Regions from separate parts of the Sus scrofa genome. Here region 2 is linked to region 1. A link is a contact called in public Hi-C data. All regions are on one chromosome and are shown on one strand. The core of a region is the stretch at or near the end of the contact, and the rest is flanking DNA. Distances in the headings are between cores, read along the strand shown.

Region 1 (5,481 bases), core at 1,032-3,531:
TAACCCACTGAGCGAGGCCAGGGATCAAACCCACAACCTCATAGTTCCTAATTGGATTCATTTCCACAGCACCATGACGGGAACTCCCCCATTCCTTTTAAATGGCCAAATTAGAAGGCCAGAGTCTGTTTTGAATACTTGCTTTAGAAAGACTTTCTGGGATTAATTTCTTGCAGGGAGTGGTCCAGCGTTTTACGAGACACAGCTTTATCTGCATCATTAGGACAAAATAACCAGCTTCCTGCTGCTCCTCCTTAGTGGGTGGGAACGCAGTTTGGACCAGGCATTTCGGGCCATCTCCTGAAGCAAAAAGGCCCCTGGCCAGTCCCAGGTGCTTGGGCGGGATGGCAGCTCCTGCGCCGTGCTTGCCTGTCTGTCCTACATGCCGGCCAGTTCCCATTCTGAGAGCAGAGGCCTTGTCTGACCACTCAGAGCCTTAAAATAACACCTCTGTCCCATCAAGGGCCAAATTAATGTTTCCAGCCCAGCCCTCACTCCTGAATTTCAACCTTGGATCTCTAACTGCCCCCTGGGCATCTCAAACTCAACAGGGTCAGAACCACGCTGCTGACTGTCACTCTTACCGCCCCCTGCTTCCGGTTGTTCAGGTCAATCTCGGTCACAGCCCACATCCCCTCCAGATGCAAATGCTTCTGGATTTACCCTCAAAATAGAGCCGGAAACCAAGAGCCTCTACCACCTCCTGTCTGGCTCCCTCACCTGTCTCCTTGCCTCTGTGCTGGGCTCTCTGGTTGCCACCCAACAGCAGGCGGTACAGTTGGAATTTAAAGTAGAGCACATGGCTCACTTGAGGGGAGAAAAAAAACCAGCTCCAAGGTGCTAAAATGGCCAAGACGTTTGCACTTGACCCATGCGGACCCTTCAGTTAGCAGGTGCCCTGCAGGTGTCCTAGGTCACACCCTTGGAGCAGCAGTTTCAATCAAAGTGGAACCCTGGGGACCAGGCTGCCATCTGCCGGTCCCCAGGAAGCCCAGGCCCGCTCTGTCTCCACCCCACCCCACCCCCCATCAAGTGTTCTGAGCGTTTCTAAAGCATCATCCTGATCAGTTGGTCTGCAGCCTTTTGAGGTGCAGCTTCATGTTTAGTCATGAAGTTTCATTCTTGAATTCTCTGCTTCCTGGGGGAAGGCTGGCACCAAGAGCCGAAGCAAGGGTCTGTTTTCATTCAACTAAGGCCCTGATCTCCACCACTCACCTCCCTGCAACCACCCCGCTTGGGAGGGGGCTGATCACGTGCCGTCTTTAATCCTCCCAGCTCTCTCTGGGGAGGCGGGGGGTTGGGGGGAGGCTCACTTCTCAGGTCAAGTGTCTGAGGCACAGAAAGATGGAGTGACCTGCCCAGGAATGACCCTGGCTCTACGGGTGCCAGGCCCGGGTCAGGGCTTCTACCTGCATTTGGAAGGTCATCAAGCCTGGGGGTAAATGCCGTTTTGCATCCGAAGGGCTTGACACAAAAGCAGTGTGTCAATCCACCCCTGTAAGTCTCACGACCTCTCCCTGAGCCTCAGTTTCCCCGCCAAATGGGATCAGTGAACCTCCCTGGAGAGATGGCTGCAAGGACTTGATGAGATGACGGTGCTGGCTTATTAGTCCTGGGCAGGTGTTTATGGACCGGTAAAGAAGGAGAACAGAAGAATGCGAGTGAAAAGGCAGGGAAGGAGACAGGCCAGGCCAGGCAGAGCACAATTCTATTTCCCTAGTCTCACGGATTAGAGGGTAAGTTAGGGTACGGATTGGAAACGGTTCACCAATGAATCAACACAGATAAACATGAAAGCACAAGGTCTCAACAGCTCAGATACAGAAATACACAATCTGTCACCTTGACCAAGCACACAACTAGCTTCCAGCCACCTGAGAGCATAGGCACATGTCTTTAAGCGGGATGGCGTTAGAGCAGAAGGCCTGTGTACACCTGTGTCATAGGAATTAGAACGGGTCCAAGGTCCACTGAGTTTAATGGTTCTATAATGAAAATACCAGTGTCCCGACCAGTGTGGAACATGCATCTTCTCCATTCTCCACTTTTTCCGTGATGACCCATCAACTTACAAACAACTCAGACCTTCTCTAGGCTCAGCTGCCCTGCCTGGGAAGACTAAGCAACTGCATGAATGCAGATCTGAGCTGAGCTCATCTGCCGGCCCTTTCCTCCAATTCAGCAGAATTTCTTCCGATGACATGCAGCAAAGAGGCACCTCTCCTCTCGAGCAACCACACGGCTTCTAAGGCAGCGACCACAGGCAGGAAAGCATTCTAAACAAACCACACTGGCTTCCGCGTCCTCCTGCCGTTTTATCACTGCCCCGGCCCCAAACCTCTGCTGAGAGGCAGCAGCCACCAAGCCAGCCCTGCAAAAGGAGCCGTTGTTGCCTTTTTTAAAAACAAAAAGAATAATGGTAAAAAACAGAAGCACAAGAAAAGAAACAGTGCTCCAAACCCACAGCTCAGCCTGCAATCGCAAATGAGATGCTAAGATTGATCCCGAAACATGTGGGAAGCCGTCGTCCTCTCTGGGGGTTGGAGGGAATTCAGCAAGCATTTATGATAAGACATGTGCGTGTCCTTGGCCTTGCTGATGCAGGAGAGGGGGCAGTGAAGCAGGCGGGTCGAGCGCTCCAGCCGGATGAGGGGCTGGAAGCCCAGAGCAGGAGGTCACCTCTCTTGTCACACAGTGCCAGAGAAGTTCCTCGTGGCCTCTCAGAAGGGGCCCCAAGCCCCAGGCCTGCCTCTGGAGACCTCTCCTTTGAAAACCAGCACCACCCCTGCTGCTTAGAAAGGACTTGCTGGCTATGTACCGACTCCTCCAGCCTCGTCTCCGCCTCCCCCTGCCATAAATTCACCTTCCAGATCATTCGATGTCCTTCCGTACGTGTCACAACCTGCTCACAGCACAGGGCCCCCCAACCCCAGCCAAGAAGGTTACCCCTCCAGACACCCACCTGTTCCAAAGCCCCACAGAAGCCCGCATCCCGAGAGGAGGCAGTCCCCTCTTCGTGGTCACATCAGCCTGAGGCATTTTGTCCTGAAACCTTCCCCCAGATGATTTGAGTCACATCTGCTTCCCTCTCAGGTCCCTCAGCCCAGTTTGGTGTGAGAATTGATGGACCTGCAGACTGTCCCCAGCAAGCACCTGGCAAGCCCTCACCCTCGGGCCCACCGACTGGCACCAACTCCCACCACCAGCCTGAGGAGGGGGAGGAGGGTGCCAGGCCAAGCACCCGAGGGACAGCAGATAAACCTGGGACCCCTGGGCTCCCCAGCCGACCCCGCCCAGGCCCAAGAAGTCACTAGCTGCCTGGAAAGAAACTTCACCAGGTTCAAGCAGGAACCAGACCTGCTCCTACATCTCTCTCAAAGAGAGTCAGAGGCCCAGGCCTGGCACTGATGGCTCTCAACGCAAAAGCTGCCTGGAGTGACCAGCACAGACTGTGTGTGTCTGTGACACTACGCCAGCTCTCCCGCAGGTACCTTAACCCTCCCAGGTCACGCAGACAGAGCCCCAACTCCTGCCTCACCCCCGATGAAACCTTTCGGCGATACAGTCCTTGCTATGGACTGAACTGTGCGCCCAGCTTGCCGTGCTGAGGCCCTGGCCCTCCCAGTGACAGTGTCTGGAGGTGGGCCTCTGAGAGGCGATGAGGGTTGGATGAGACCGTGAGGGTGGGCCCTCCTGGTGGCGTCAGTGGAGACACCAGAGAGCTTGTGTGCTTGGGCCCTGGGCTCAGCCGGAAGGCATCCAGTCACCAGAACCCCGTCACGCCAGCAGCCTGATCGCAGATGCCCAGCCTCCAGAGCTGCGAGAAGACTCATTTCTGCTGTTGACACCACTCAGTCTGTGGACGCGGTCATGGTGGCCTGAGCTACGACACTCCTGCAAGCCCCATTCTGCCCGAGAGCATTTCTAAGATCCCCGTGGCTCAGAGGGCAGGCTGCCAGCGAAGCCGCTGAGCTTAAGAGCTTGCCCAAGGTCACACTCAGGGGCAGGGTTGGAACTGGGAGCAGGTGCGGGTGCGGCCCCACCCCCAGGCCTTCTGGCCACCTGGCCCTGTGCCGGGAATGCTGCCTCTTCCCGTTATGTGTCTGAATCCTAGAATCCTACTCCTCTGCCTACATCCAGCCTCAAGGGCTGCCCGGGTTCCCCTGGCCACCAGCCCCTTCTCCTGTGCCTGCCCTCTGCTGATCTCACAAAGGCAGCCCTTCTGAGCCTGATAAGGCTGCACGGCTCTGCGGGTGGTGGCCAGAGATGACGCAGATGAGGGGCTGAAGCGCAGCCGAGAGGAGCTCACACCTGGGACAGGCTGGGGTCAAATCCAGCCTGCCGTGGACTTGATCCCCTGGCCCCATCTCCACCTGCCTGCAGAAAGTGGGCAATAATGGTTCTTAATTTTAGAGGGAATTTTAACAATTTTAGAGGGAATCAATGAGTTGACCCATGATGCTGTGAACAGCATCTGGCATGTGAGCCAATTGTTTAACGTCTTGGGCCTCAGTTTCCTCATCTGTAAAATGGGAATAACAACGTGCATCCCAGAGATGCTGGGCACTGCGTACAGTTGACACGATGCCAAGTTTAAAAAAAAAAGTGTTAATAGCTATTAATATTAACATCATCAGTACACATCCGTCCACCCCACAGAGAACACGTGGTTGACAGACTGGATTGCCTGGTGGCCAGACCACCTTCTTTCACCAAAGCACTTTCACCATGGAAGCCATTGCTGAATTTTCAGAACGGGTAGGTCTGAGGTCAGCTCAGCTGCCAGAGATGCGTTGTCACATCCTGCCGAGGGTGGGGGGGCCCTCCCAGGCCACCCTACCCCGTGCACTGCCTGCCTGGGCCAGCGACACACAGAACAGCCTCTGAGTCACCAGTATTCTGCAAACCAGAGGTCCCCGGAAGCCAGCCCTGGCAGCAGGCCTGCTTGGTCCCCAGCAGCCCCCACATCTTCCCAGCAAGACCCTGGGGCTTACGAGAAAAATGCCGCACCTCGTCCCAACCTGTCCTCAGCTCTCGGGATGAGTAAACATGGCAGTTCTGAGGCTCCTGTTTCGAGTAAGAAGCTGAGGTGCTAACTGGGAGGAGGGCAGATCGGGTGCCGCCAGGAAGGTGCCAAGCCCTGGGGGGTGGAGGAGGCCCCCTGCCTGAGCCAGCCTCCGGGGAGGCACACTCGTCCTGCTCTGGTCGAGTCCACGTCTCTCATCTCCATTTCCCAGGGCCTCAGTCCCAGCAACCTCCCCCAGGCCTACCCTTCACCCGAGTCAGACTTGGATGCAGCACTCCAAATCCACATGCAGCGCCACCGCATCGAGGCCAAGAGGGTGGTGCCTGAGCTGCTCCCCAAGCCTGGGAGCTTGGCTGCTTGGAAAGACAAGGGCAGGAGGTTAAGTCCATCTCCTCCACAGTTTCTAAAGGACCGCATGTGCACAGTGGGCGCCTTCTATGCTTGTACGCAGGGCC
Region 2 (5,665 bases), core at 1,319-3,818, 130 kb after region 1:
TGTAGCCTCTCAAGGCTCATGACATCCTCTCTCCCTGAGCCGTGATGTTTCTGGGCTGCTGACTTCCCAGCAAGGAGTCGTTATTTTATAGATTCCAAAGCATAACTCCTCACTCCCAAAGCGGGGCTGCACATAATGACTTCTTTCCAAAGAGCACAGTTTGCAAAGGAGTAACTTGACGGTGGAGGAACCTGTCAAACGCTACCTCGGCCACTTGATCAAGACCAACCTCCACAGTGGTAAGTCATGCTGACGGTAGCGACAAGGATGTGACATGATGGAAATGGTCCCTGTACCTCTGCAGTCTCCCTCCTCCAAACCCTCAGCCCTGTCTACCCATGAGAAAAACGTTAAGACCCTACTGGAGGGATAGGCTACAATGTCCCGAACCAGTGCTCCTCAAACTGCCAAGCTCATAAAAAAACAAGGACAGTCTGAATCCAAATAAATTATGGACTTGGGTTCATCGCACTGCATGATACTGGCTCATAAATTATAACAAGTACATCCCATATACCAATGTAAGATGTTAATCCTAAGACACCTCTCGTACTATCTTTACAACTCTTTTGTAAATCAAAAACTGTTCCAAAAAATAAAGTTTATCAATAAGAAATAGACTCAGGGGCCTTCCCTGTGGTCACTTAGACACCCATCTGGCAGCCACCGAGCACCACTTGCCAAGAAAAACTATAAAAAGCACCTCCCATCAGATTTGGCTTGGAAACTATTTCCCCGGAAATCTCCCCTGCTGCAGGGAAGAAAAAAAAAAAAAAAAAAGTGCGTTGATTGTGAATCTGGGAGGGGTGTAAGTATTAGTTCCCTGCAAAATACGGCTTTAATCTTAAGGAACAGAAAGACCACTGATGCTAAAAGGATCGTTTGCAGATTCTTAATTGTATCTTTTCAAAGGAAAGGATGGCCTCCAGATTGCAACTCGAGAAGGCTGGTCTCTTTGGCTGGCTAATTATTTCCATCTCCAGCCAAAATACAGAATAAGGACTAATTACCAGCTTCACTTGGTATCTGAGTGAAGGGCATCCTCCAAAGTCAGAGCCAACCCCTCCCTCGAAGATCGCCAGGGAAGCCGTGGTGGAAGCGAAGTTAAAACTTCTCCGTCACCCGCCTAACACAGCATCTCTGGGAAACAGTAAGCCTGGGAGATTCCAGAAACGGCCGCCTACACACACCAGCCAGCACAATCCCTTCCTACTCTGTGGCCGCAGCCAAGCCCAAGTGCCTCTGGAAGGTACCAACAGGCCTGCCCCTGAGGCTCCAGTAAGCAATGGCTGGGCTAGGCTGTCACAATCAGGAAGCCTGGTTGGGGTTTTTTTTTTTTTTTTTCTTGTTTTGTTCCAAGACAACCTGCTACCCAGAAAAATACAGTGAGGTTGGTGTGCGACCTCCTCGTTTTGACCAAGGCTCCTGCGAAACACGTGAAATGCAGGCCCGGCCTGGGGAAATCCCCGCGCAGAGGGCACCAGGGGGCACAGACTGGCAGCCTGCTTAGACAGGAACAGCCTGCAGCTGCCCGCATCACAGGCCGGCTCCCCCCAGCCCCCACAGCCATCGTGACTCGTGCGGGTAAAGGGATCACTCAACAAAGCTCAGACTGAGCCGGTCGGGGGGATTTGCAAAGGCAGCAGAACCCGGGGAGGAAATGGGCCAGCCGCCTGACCTGAAGTCGAACCCCTCTCCCGCATCAGACACAGCCAGCCTCTTCCTAGTGTCAACACACAGTCCTCCACCACGCGCGGCTCACACCTCACACGCGGTGGTGCCCGAAGGTAGGAGGGCCGCTTCACACGCCCTCTTTTTGCACCGGCCCCTCCCCACGAACGCCATTCTTTAGCTTCCTCACCGCCTCCCTCCAAAGGCAAACTCACAGCTTTCGCTGCCCTCAGAGGACCCAGCAGCACGCAAGAGGCCAGCAGAGACCCCCGGCCACCCTCTGCTTTGCTACCACCGACCCTGAGGCAGAAGTAACTGGAAACTGACGCCCTACGGGCGGAATGAGCCTAGCGCCCCCTAAAGGTGGCTGCAGTCGCTGCCGCCTCGCGCCTTCCCTCCACCTGGCTGAAGAGGCAGCCCCTCTTCAGGTCCCCCAGGAAGTGTGGCATCTGGAGCAAAAGAGGGCCCTCTGCCCACTGCTCAGGCCCAAGCCCCAGCCCAGGCTCGAGGGCCAGGCCGGGGGGAGCCTCCACCGACCTTCGATAGGATTCAAATAGTCATAATCGAAGAGGATGGAGAAGTCGAACTCGTCTTGGGAACCGCCTCCAGGCTCGTGGCCCGGGGCGTCCCCGCCGTCGGGGTCCGGCTGCGGCTCCGGGGCGTCCATGGCGTGCAAAGCGGCGAGAGGGCGGCGGGCCGGGGGCGAGGGCAGACTCGGCTCTCTCCTGGGCCCCTCGCCGAGGGTGGCGACGGTGGCAGGAAGCGGGGCGGAGGGGCGGCTCGAGCGGCGGGGTCACTGTCCTCGTGGGGACGCACGCCGGGTCCGGGGATGGCGCGCCTGGCGCGGCGGGTCCTGGACGCGCCCCGGGGAGCAGAGCGGCGGCGCGAGCTTCCTGCTCCGGAGGCACCTGTTGCAGCCCGGGAGGGGGGGCGGGGACAGCGCGGCCGGGCCGGCGGGGGCGGGGCCGCCACCCGGGGACCAGCGGAGGGAGGGAGGGAGGAAGGGAGGGAGGGGAGGAGAGGCGCGCGGCCCCGGCGGCCTGGCGCCCGGGAGGAAGGAGGCCGCCCCCTGGGCCTGGCCGCACCGCCCGGGCACCGCGCGCAGCCAGCCGCCGCCAGGCGCTCGGGCGAGGCCGCCGCTCCCACTGTCCTCGCGTTGAGCGCTGCGCCCTTGCGGGACCCAGGCTCTAGAGGACAAAGCCGCCGCCACTTGTGTTGCCCTCCGTGACTGGCTGAGCTCAAGCTTTTTCCTCTTTTCCCTGAGGGGGAGGGGCTGCACCCACTCCCTTCTATCGCGGACCCGTGTCTCCAGGTGCCTCTGCGCGCCCACAGCTCTGGCATGATTTTCACCTGCATCAGTCACCTGTGTGCCCTGCGCTCAATTCCCCAAGGCCTGGCAAAGACCCACAGAGACGCTGAAAAGCGCGAGTCCCTCCCACCTTTACATCTATACTTCCTGGTCACTATCCTGTGCCAGGTGCCGGGGACCTAGCACGGGACTAGACACTTGCCCTGGGAAGCTCAGGTTCTGGTCGGGGAAGAAGGAATCAAGACCATCCCTGCAGAGTGTCAGGAGAAAACCCACCAGAGATACAGGGTAAAGGCTGGGGCCTGGGGAGGCTCTGGTCCCTTCCGTGGTCAGGTAGGGCCTCTCTGGGAAGGGGGCATTTGGACAACCCTGACTGACGGATGGGAAGATCTGGGGGAAGAATATTTGGGCAGCGGAAACCCAAAGAAAGCAAAAGCCAGGAGTTCATGTGTGGGAGCTGGAGCAAGGGGGGCAGTGCCGATGGAGAGGCGGCAGGTGGCAAGCATCCCCGGATGCTTGTTAAAAGGGCAGATTCCCAGAACCCTCACTGGAGCGCCTGAGTCCATAAGCCCGGAGTAGAGGCTCAGAAATGCGTATTTTTAAGCAAGCACCCAAGGGGAACATTATGAACAGGTACCCTTGGGGAAGGCTACCTAAGAACCCACTACTGCTCCCATGAAACACTTCCAGGGGGTCTCAGATCAAGTTAGCCAAAGTCAGGAAGCAGACTCACAGAGGTAGAAGGGAGACGAGAACAGGGGCCTTCAATGCTTACAGCACATTACGTTCACCTGGGACACTTTTTTGAACATCTGTGCCCAGGCTTCAATCCAAACCCTCTGAACAAGGACATCCTAAAGTGTATTTTTTTTTTTAATGACCTCGGATGAATCTAAAAGGCCACGAGTGTTGAAAATCACAGGCTCAGAAACGTAGGTGGGTGAGGTTCAGAGATTCCCTGAGAAGCACAGCTTGACCTCACATGGGGACTGGACTCCTTCCCCAAGTGCCAGCAGCATGGAGGACATGCACTCTTCAGGGAGAGGCATCTCTGGTCCATTAAGGGATTTGTGCGAAGCTATCAATCATCATTCGTCCCACAAATCTTGGCTGGGCACCTACGAGGCACCTGGCACTGCTACCAACCTTGGGGGTGTAGCCATTGGCAAAACATGGTCACTACCCTCATCCTACTTGTATCCTGTTAGCAAAGAGGCACAGCAATAAACAGGGTTTTCCAAATTGCACTTAGACCAGTGGGTCTTAACCCAAGCTACACCTAGACTCCCCTGGAGAGCTGTTTAAGAGAAAAAAAAAAAAAAAGTGGCTGGGCCCTGGGAGAAACTAGTTATAATGGTTGAGGCCTGAGCAGCACTATTTTGTAAGAGCACCATCCCCACCTGCCCAGTGCTTCCAGTGTGTAGCCCAGGGTGAGAATCAGGGGTTTAGACACAAATTCCGTTCCAGGAGCCTAGGTCTGGCTCAAGACTCATGAACTTTCAGCGTCTTGGGAAGCACTTTCTAGTTGGCAGAGCGTAAGCAAACCCTCTTTTTGGTTTCCTAAGCATCAACATACCTATACTGGGTGGATCCAACAAGCATCTTAGGGGAGGCTGATAAATTTAGGTGGAGGAGGGGAGACAGCTCAGATAGGTATCCAGAAAGAGATGGGTGTTCTTGAGCGCCTATGACAGGACTCAAACTCCAAACCCTCAAATTTGGTCAGGGATAAACAAAAGAACCAGCCTGCCCTTGAGCTATAGAAGAGGAGAAAGGCTGGCGTCCCCCACATGTGTCTCTTCTCATCCCCCCACCCACAATGATCAGTGCCTCTCCTCGAATGAACGTCTGTTGATTGGGCCCACCTGGGATCACTCCCCCTTCTCCTGATGACACCCCAGTGTGTTCCTTTGGGAAACTACGCTTGATACGATCTTGGCAAAATTATCAACCAAGTTGTCACACACTCTGCTGGCAAAGAGGTGAACAAATGACCCAGGCTTGGCCAATAAGAGATTTTGATCTCCACTAGCCTACGAGATCCACTAGGGCAGCGGTCATGATTGCCTCATTCACAGCTTTGTGTACAATTGATGTGTGGATGTGCGGATGGATGGATGAAAAGTGGATGGAATGATGGATAGATGGATGGATGGACGGATAGTTGGATAAAGAAATTTGATTGTCCTTGCCTACATAAGGTCCTTATATTTTTCTTTAAAAGCCTTTCTCCCTGAGGCTTACTCTGGCCACCCAGTTTTTAGGGCAAGAATCTAAGTTCTTACCCCCTACTGACATCCTCTTGAGATACTTAATGAGATGAGATAACAAAGGTAAAATCACTTTACAACTGATTTAACCACTACAAAAACTGCTGCCTTACAAGAATGATTCGGGACATTCTGAATAATATCCTAATTGCCTAAGTTGTTCCTCTAAACAGTGGATATATATTTAAAGTTTCTAGGAGCAGAGTTCTTTAAAGGGAAGAGGTTCAGACGATGCCCTGACCCATAACAGAGCTTCTGCTGGAGCACAGGAAAGTCGGAGGCTCTTCTTCTCTAAAGGCTGCTTTAGAAGGGTGGGACCTGGGGGAGAGGAATATTTTCATTTCCAAAATAAATACTTTGTGCTGTTAGCAGCAGGGGCTAGGAGCAGAATGCATGACCTTTCTCCATCCAGAGG

The links. Hi-C and Micro-C count contacts between places; a contact is called where the count stands out from the background.
Region 2: a Hi-C map of liver shows a contact between it and region 1, with 1.6 times the contacts expected there. The contact joins the promoter of NFATC2 here to the enhancer-like site in region 1. A contact is called at or near these places in 3 of 47 Hi-C or Micro-C datasets (blood, embryonic fibroblasts and liver) and 1 of 2 datasets of contacts at active chromatin or transcription factors (skeletal muscle).

The regions. Positions count from the first base shown.
Region 1 is chr17:52,756,025-52,761,505 of Sscrofa11.1, forward strand. All of the region lies in intron 9 of NFATC2 (nuclear factor of activated T-cells 2), which reads right to left. Among named protein-coding and RNA genes, the nearest start is that of NFATC2, 130 kb to the right of the region's middle. Within about 2 kb of position 2,282, at least 13 of the 83 cell types and tissues checked have an H3K27ac peak or open chromatin away from gene starts, as enhancers often do. A contact at or near this core is called in liver, where this site is marked.
Region 2 is chr17:52,887,668-52,893,332 of Sscrofa11.1, forward strand. It overlaps NFATC2 (nuclear factor of activated T-cells 2), which reads right to left and starts at 2,569. Exons shown (of 11, transcript NM_001113452.1): 1 at 2,209-2,569. The coding sequence starts at 2,338.